2 separate regions of the Mus musculus genome follow, and region 2 is linked to region 1. Evidence: chromatin contacts called from public promoter capture Hi-C data. All regions are on one chromosome and are shown on one strand. The core of a region is the stretch at or near the end of the contact, and the rest is flanking DNA. Distances in the headings are between cores, read along the strand shown.

Evidence for each region. Capture Hi-C pulls out chosen DNA fragments and counts their contacts.
Region 2: a promoter capture Hi-C map of adipose tissue shows a contact between it and region 1. The contact joins the promoter of Arfgap3 here to the promoter of A4galt in region 1. A contact is called at or near these places in 4 of 484 Hi-C or Micro-C datasets (the G1E-ER4 cell line, embryonic stem cells, nephron progenitors and 1 more), 6 of 115 datasets of contacts at active chromatin or transcription factors (embryonic stem cells, epiblast stem cells, extraembryonic endoderm stem cells and 1 more) and 3 of 9 other capture datasets (adipose tissue, liver and pancreatic islet).

Annotation. Positions count from the first base shown.
Region 1 is chr15:83,249,839-83,253,674 of GRCm38.p6, reverse strand. A4galt (alpha 1,4-galactosyltransferase) reads left to right here and starts at 1,946. Exons shown (of 3, transcript NM_001004150.4): 1 at 1,946-1,975.
Region 2 is chr15:83,348,515-83,352,350 of GRCm38.p6, reverse strand. It overlaps Arfgap3 (ADP-ribosylation factor GTPase activating protein 3), which reads left to right and starts at 2,104. Exons shown (of 16, transcript NM_001357756.1): 1 at 2,104-2,270. The coding sequence starts at 2,202.

The sequences.
Region 1 (3,836 bases), core at 697-3,196:
CTGGATTTAAATTCCAGCACCCACGTGGTGGCTCACAACCATCTATAACTCTAGTTCCAGGGAGTCTCGTGCCCTCTTCTGGCCTCTGTGTGACCTAGGAGTGCACATAGCACACAGACATGAATGGATGCAACAAACAAACAAACAAACAAACAAAAAACACTCACACACACGTAAACTAAAAATAAATTAAACAACAACAACAACAACAACAAAACCCTTGAGCTGGGCAGTAGAAATGCAACATTTTGAATCCCTGCACTCTGAAGGCAGAGGCAGGCAGATCTCTGAGTTTGAGGCTAGCCTGGTCTACAGAGTGAGCTCCAGACATCCAGGGCTATACAGAGAAACCCTGTCTCAAAACAAAAACAAAAACAGAAAAAGAAAAGAAAAACTTTCTTTGCTTCTGGATTCGAAGGCTCTCTCCCTTCAAGATCCTATAGTGGCAGCCTGCGGTCATGACACTGAAACGCTGCTAATATAGTTTATCTGAAGAACAGTGTATCTCGGCACCTGTGTGCATCCATCACACTAAGAATTAAGTTTTGTTTTTTTTTTTTTTTACTTATGAGTACATCTGTGTAGCTGTGTGGGTGCAGGTACCCTCAGAATCTGGAAGAAGACGTGAGATTCTCTGGAGCTGGAGTTACAGGCAATTGTAAACCTTCTGGTGTGGGCTTTAGGAATCCAACTCGGCTCCCCGTGAAGAGCAGCAATTGCTCTTAACTGCGGAAGGGTCTTCAACACAATACCATTCATTATCCAATACTCTGTAGCCTTGGCTTGGCCTAAAAAGCTCTATATAAATCAGGCTGGCCTCGAACTCTCAGAAACCTGCCTGCCTCCCAAATGCAGGGATTGAAAAGAAATGCACCACCACGGCTGGCAGGGCTCCTTGTTTGAGTTTTAAGATGAGCAAAGTCTGTTATCCCAGCATTTGGGAGGCGAAAGCCAGAGGGGTTGTCACAAGTTTGAGGCCACTGTGGTTTACAAGAAAGCCGTGGGCTAGAATGAGAAGCAGTCTGGCAAAGCCAAACCAAAAAAATCAAACCTGGGAGTGATGAGCACTAATGGGAATGGCCCGCGAAGAGGCAAGAGGGGCAGGAGCAGCAACGGCTAGCAGCTGGAGGCTGGGGATCTCCTGGAAAACGAGAAAGGGTGGGCATAGCCAAGAGCTAGGTAGTTGTCAGCAGTGGGGTGAAGGGGTGAGAATTTTCCACAGATTCGCTTTTACAAAGCCTGTTTACCCAGGCTGTTCTCAGGGTTGGGATAGGGTGTTTCCATTTTCTCAGCGGCCTGGACACAGGTTTGTATGGTGAGAGAGATGAAGCAGGGCAGGCAGCGAGGGCACGTTGGCATCTAGCCCGAGAGGAGAGCTGGCGGGGGAAATCGCCACTAGGGAACACCATGCCGTGGGCCCGGCCCTTCCTTGGGTCACAGCAGGCCAGAGCAGGGAGTGAGGAGTACTTGGAACAGACGCTGCTGGGCAGTGGCGTCAGGATGACTCAAGTCTCAGATGTCGCCCCTTCTCAACTGCACAACATTTATGTAATTAACCAAACCGCTTCGAGCCTGGCTTTTTATTTTTTTTTCCATCTGTTAAATGGAAAAAAATAGAGCCATGGGTAGGGGATTCATCCCTGTCTTGGAGGAGTGACTTGGGAGGCTGAGGCAGGAGGATTGCTAGCTCTGGGGCAGAAGGGCTGGAGAGAGAAACGGAAGGTTTAGAATAGGATTGTGACTAGTGAGGTGTGGGTGGCCGGGAGGCGGCTCACACCTGTTGGCTACTGGCTATTGATGACTCAGGTCGTGCCCACCCCCATTTCTAGACAGGACTAGCTGCAGGCGGAGAGGGACCCGTGGGGCAGAAACGCCAGACCCCGCCCAGGGCTGGAGGGGCGGCGCTCCTGTCCGCTGGGCTCAAGCCACCGCCCTCCAGGGCCGCAGTAGCCGCCCGCCGACGCGGGAGCCGGAGGTACCTGGATCTCAGGGACAGGGCAGCGGGCAGGGGGATCTCGTTGGGATCCGGGGCGCCCCTGTTCTAGGCTGGAAAGGGAGGTGAGCTGCAAGACATCAGGGACCCGGGTCCCCGCCTGGCCACCTGTTCTACAGGCGACAATGGTGCGGGCACCAGTTCCGCGCCGTGGTCCCTCAGCTGCCGCCCGCACCGGTCTGCGCCCCGAAGTTGAGCGCGGCGCGGCGCGAGCTAGTCTGGGGCCGGCTAGGATCCCGCAATTCCTTCCCGCAGCCCAGGAGGCCCTCGGAGGGCGAGGTTCACGGGGGAGGGGGACGACTGGGAATCCGAAGTCCAGATCCCAAAGCGCTGCTCGGCGACGTTGGGCGTGCTCTGGGAGGTCGCGGCGGGGCGCATCCCGGAGAGGAATGGAATGCCGCGCGCTGCAGGGAGGGCTTCGGGTTGGGAGTTGGCTCTGGGCTTTCTGGATGCTCCGGCTTCGGACCTGCACCGGGAAGGGTCTTCAGGTGCAGGGGGTAGCCTGGGAAAAGCGGGGGAGCAAGGGAAGCCAGCATGGAGTCGCGAGACCCAGGGCTCGGTCCCGGATCAGCACGCTCGCGCTTCTCCCCTTCTTCCGATGAGAACAGTTGAGGTATGGGACTGGAAGCCGAATAGGGTTGGAAGAGGCTGCGCCTGGGAGATTTACCCTATCCACTCCTTTTCACTGTTAGGGCGAGCCCCCTTGCCTCAATGTCTTCGTATGTCATCTGGGGCTAGAAGTTCTTTTCATCTCCTTGGCAGAGTCCACTGAGTCTCTAGCCCGCTGGAGATTAAAAGTATCCTTTCCATCTCTACTCTGTCACATCCATAGCAATCCAGCTGCTGCAACCCCAGCCGGTTCCGAAGTGACACCCTCCGGCTCCCCGTCACCCCACTCCACCCCCTCTTTGACCTTTCTCCTCCCTAAGAATGGGGACTCCAATAAAGCAGAGCTGCCCTCCACTCGCACTCCCCTAGTCTCTGGCATTCAGCAGCAGAAATCTTTCCCATAAAGGAAAGTCCTCAAACGAAAGACCAAAAAATTCACAGGAACTCAGCCTCCCGGTTTTATTTGTTTGTTTGTTTTGTTTTGAAAACGCTTCTTCAATGCCTCAAGGGCTGGTCCCTGCCTGGACAGCTCAAGGGTCGCTGCGACCTATTAAACAATTCTGTAGAGTTTGCTTTGTTTCTTTGAAACAATTAAGGCTCTGCAGCTGTCTATATTGACAAGGATTAGTCCCAGAGAAAGGTTGTTCACTCATGGGAGAAGTGATGAATATCCCAGGGTGTGGGCAGGGTTGCTTGAATCTCTAGAGGCGACTGTGACCCACCATATCACCCCAAAACAGCCTGGTCTTAGAGGTGGAGGTGGAAGGCGAGGAGCAGTCCAGACCTTCAATGACCTCAAGTAACAGCTTTACTACTGAGCCGCCTCAACTGCCCTGGTTTTTGTTGTATAATGAAAGCATTTGGTTCTTTTAGATACTGTTACCCTTTGTTTTGAGACAGGGTCTCACTGTGTAGCTCTCACTGCCCTGGAATACTGTATACACCAGGCTGGTCTCCAACTCAGAGATCTGCCTGCCTCTGCCTCCAGGGTGCTGGAATTTTTTTTTTTTTTTTTTTTTGGTTTTTCGAGACAGGGTTTCTCTGTATAGCCCTGGCTGTCCTGGAACTCACTCTGGAGACCAGGCTGGCCTCGAACTCAGAAATCCGCCTGCCTCTGCCTCCCAAGTGCTGGGATTAGAGGCATGTGCCACCACGCCCAGCTCTCCTGGTGCTGGAATTAAAAGGCCCGTGTCACCACGCCCACCTAGATACTGTTACATCATTATAAATGCAT
Region 2 (3,836 bases), core at 855-3,354, 99 kb before region 1:
CAGATATGATCCTTTTTCCTTTTCAAGTCAAAGTGAATGTGAAAGTGCCTTTTAAGGCATTTTCCCCATGAAACTTGCAAAGCCGACAGATAAGGGTTGGAGGGTATCAGAGCTACAACCTAAACATTCAGTGAGGCTGGCCGAGTCACAGATGGAGACCCTTCAACAGCACCGTGTGTACAGCTGGCAAAGTGGCCTGGTGCTTTAGTTTCTGATCCTGATACTTCCTTGGATCCATCACATTTCAATCCCAGCCTAAACAGCAGACAGGGTGGGGGTCAGGGTTTCCTTAAAAAAAATTATCTAGGGTCTTATGTACTTCAGGCCTGCCTTAAATTCACTATGTAACCAAAGATGACCTTGAATTCCTGAGCCTCCTGCTTCTACTTCCCAAATCCAGAGATTAGAAAGGTTACATCACTATACCAGTATAGCTGTTTTCCTAACTCCTATGAACTATCCATATATATATATATATTTTTTTTTGAACGAAGATAGGAAGATCATTCAAATGGTGAGGGTTGTCTGCAGCAGCAACATGCTGTTCCTAAAGACTGCACATTTCCTAACCTTGGAAAAGGCCCAGCTCTGGGTTGATGAATACACAGCCTGAGGCATCTACCAGGCCTGAGATGGCAAACATGGCACTGGCGGGCCTTGCCTTTCCTCTTTTTTTCTCCTTGCTAAGAACCGTTAGATTACATTCCTAAAGCTAGCCACCAAGGTTTGTTACGCTATTTGTCCACTTCCTGAGGCTAACATACTAAGGTCCAGCTATCAAAATCCACCCCCTACCTTGGTTCACCTAATTAGCATGCCCCATAAAATAAACTTATCCTAAAGGGGTTTCTTCTTTTACCTTTATGAACTGCCATTTGCCAATACGCCAAGGCTGTCTCTTCTCTATCCAGAAGCAGTCCTTTGTCCCTCTGGAGCAAATAACCCGTCCCCCTCTCCCTCCTTTTCACTTCTTCCTCTTGCTCTATCTCCTGTCTTTGTCTCTTATTCCCTGCCCTTTTGTCACTCTGCTGAGAACTTTGTGTGTCTTGTGCCAGTTCCTGTCCTTGTACAGCCTATATGAGGTCCCAACTTGACACCAAGACCGTTTTCAGAACATCCCTGAAGCTGCAGTGCTGCTCTGGTCAACATATTTCATCTCCAACTCCTTCATACAGGTGAATGCTAGGAAGTGCCTACAGCAGCCCTGCTGGGAAGCAACCAGTTGAACTGGGACAGAAGCTGGGGCTTAGCACTTGATACCAAAACCTGTTTTTCTTCTATTATGCTCTACCTAAGGTCATGTTTGCCAGCTGCTCCACCCTGACCGCTGTAAAAGAGGCACCTGCTCCCAAGCTCAAACCTTCCAGCTACTAATATTATCCAAGGTTTAACTGGAGCCCCAAGCACTAAACACAGACTTGTTTCTGGTCTTTCTAGACTTCTCAGTTCTGACCCTGATAGAACTTGTTGCCTACAGGCAAGCACTCTCTCTCCGTGAACAGAACAGACTTTATAATTACAAGATTATCAAGCCAGTATGGCTTGGTGCAGACCTGTAATCTGAGCAGCAAGACGCTAAAACAGGAATATCTCCAGTTCAAGTCCAGCCTTGGACTACACAGTGTGCTCTAGGCCAGCCTGGGTTTCCCAGATGGGAGAGAGAAAAATGGGACAGCAGTTTCCTGTAGGTTATCACTCAGGGCTTGACTTTAGCTGAGAAAGAGTACAAACACACACTACTACTATGCAGGATCCATGAGGATGAGACCTGCTGGCTCTCCCATCCTGAGGGATAGGTGTGAGACTGGCCACGGGCCGGCAACGGTATGCTGGTGAGTCCGGTGGGTAAGCCCGATGCTCCCTGCGCAAAGCCTGGGGTTCCTATCCCACACTGCAGGACCCTAACTAACGCTGAGATCTGGGGAAGGTTTGCGGAGGGGTGGGAGTTGTCCGAGCGTCCGCGCATGCGCCTGCCGCGCCCGACTTCGAAATTGGAACCCGGAGAAACCAGTGGCGCCGAGGGACCTCACCGAGTGAAGGAGAACGGCGCGTGCGCCCGCTTGTGGGCGGAGCCTGGGCGCGGCAGGGGCGGGGCTTGTCGTCACGCGCAGCCCCGCCCCTCGGTCTCCGGGAGGCGGCAACCGCTACTCCTTGTCTCTTCCCGGTTGTCGGGGACTGCTTCACCTCAGTTCTCAGTGACTATGGGGGACCCCAGCAAGCAGGACATCCTGGCCATCTTCAAGCGCCTGCGCTCGGTGCCCACTAACAAGGTAACGGCCGCAGGCGGGCTTGGGACCCCGCGGCCCGCCGGACCCCGGTGTGGCCGCGGCCGTGGGAGGAGCCGCCCGGCCTGTGACACGTCGCACTGTGGGCCTGGCAGCCGCCGCTCCCCAACCTTCGTCAGCAAGGGGAGGAAAAGGGGGCGCCCACCAGGGGCTTAGCGCCTGGGGCACAGGGACATGGGCATCCGGAGGATGTCCAGGACTAAAAGGCAGAGAGCCTGGGGTCACAGGACTGGGGCATGGACATCTGGGATGTCTAGCATCCTAGGGCAGAGCGTCTGGGGTCACAGGGGGGGCTGGGACATGGACAGTTGGGGTGTCCGCCACCAGAGGCCAGAACACCTGGGGATAGACAGAAGACTGGGGCATGGACATCTGGAACAGGAGACCAGTGCATTTCATGGCAGAGAGAGGACTGGGGTATGGACCTCTAGGAGTGTCCAGGTTACCCAGACGCCAGACTACCTGGGGGCTTAGAGAGAAGGCTAGTTCATAGCATCTAGGGGTGTCTAGGGGTCTGGAGAACAGAGCACCTTGACCCAGAAGCACAGACATGGTAGGGTGGAGGAAACAGATGTTGGAAGTGTGTAGCTGGGCTCTGAGAAGGCTGGTGAGGCAGAGTTCACTCCTTCTGGCCTCTGTGAACAAAGGTAAAAATCCCAGCCACCTAGACCCAGGGGTCAGAACTCTAAGTGGTGCTAAGTTCTGGGAAAGAAGGGCTTCTCCCCCCACCATGGACCTTGTCTTGAGTGTTCTTCAGGGCTGGGGACCTGTTGGATTTTTGTCACCATTGTCCTTCGGTGGCAGCCTGTTTCCCAGTCCAGTAGAGCTAAGGTTCTCTTCCCTGGTTGCCAGCTCTCTGGGTTCCTGAGGAAGCTCACTAAAACTCACGTTCATCCCTCTGTAGGTTGAGGTCTGTCCCTACAATTTTTTTCTTCCCCTTATGTGACCCCCCCCACACACACACACACACAGACCCCACCCCCAACCACTGGGCCTCATAACTTTTAGCATGTGGCTGGCAGTGTTGTTTTGATACACAGGGTTAAGGTGTCTACTTCCTTAGGATGACGGAGTAGGGTGGAACCCGAGGAGTGCAAAGGGCTGTCGTGTCACTGTGGACTCTCCCCACCCCTCTCCAAGTTCCATCTGGTTGCCACCTTCACCTCTGAGGAACCATCTGTTAATGGGCACAGCCGTGATTACAGAGTCCTGCATGGCTGGCATAGAAAGTTCCAACATGTCACAAAATTCAGGCTTTTTTTTTTTTTAATGTCTTGATGGTGGAAGGGAGCCCTAGGTTTTTATAGCCTTATGATGAAGGAAATGGTTAAATGGGGGTGATAATGTCAGGTGGGTATAAGGAAGAAGAGCTGGCTTCCAGCCACTGCATTGTCCAGTGTCTGTCACTTGCTGGTTTCTTGTTTTTTGTTTATTTTTTTCAGATTTAGATTGATCTGTGTGTAGCAAGGACTTGCTTCTTACCACACAAGGTTGGATCTCCAGCTGGCAGGCTGGGAAAGTGCGTATGCTGCCACTTTCTCTGAGTTGCAC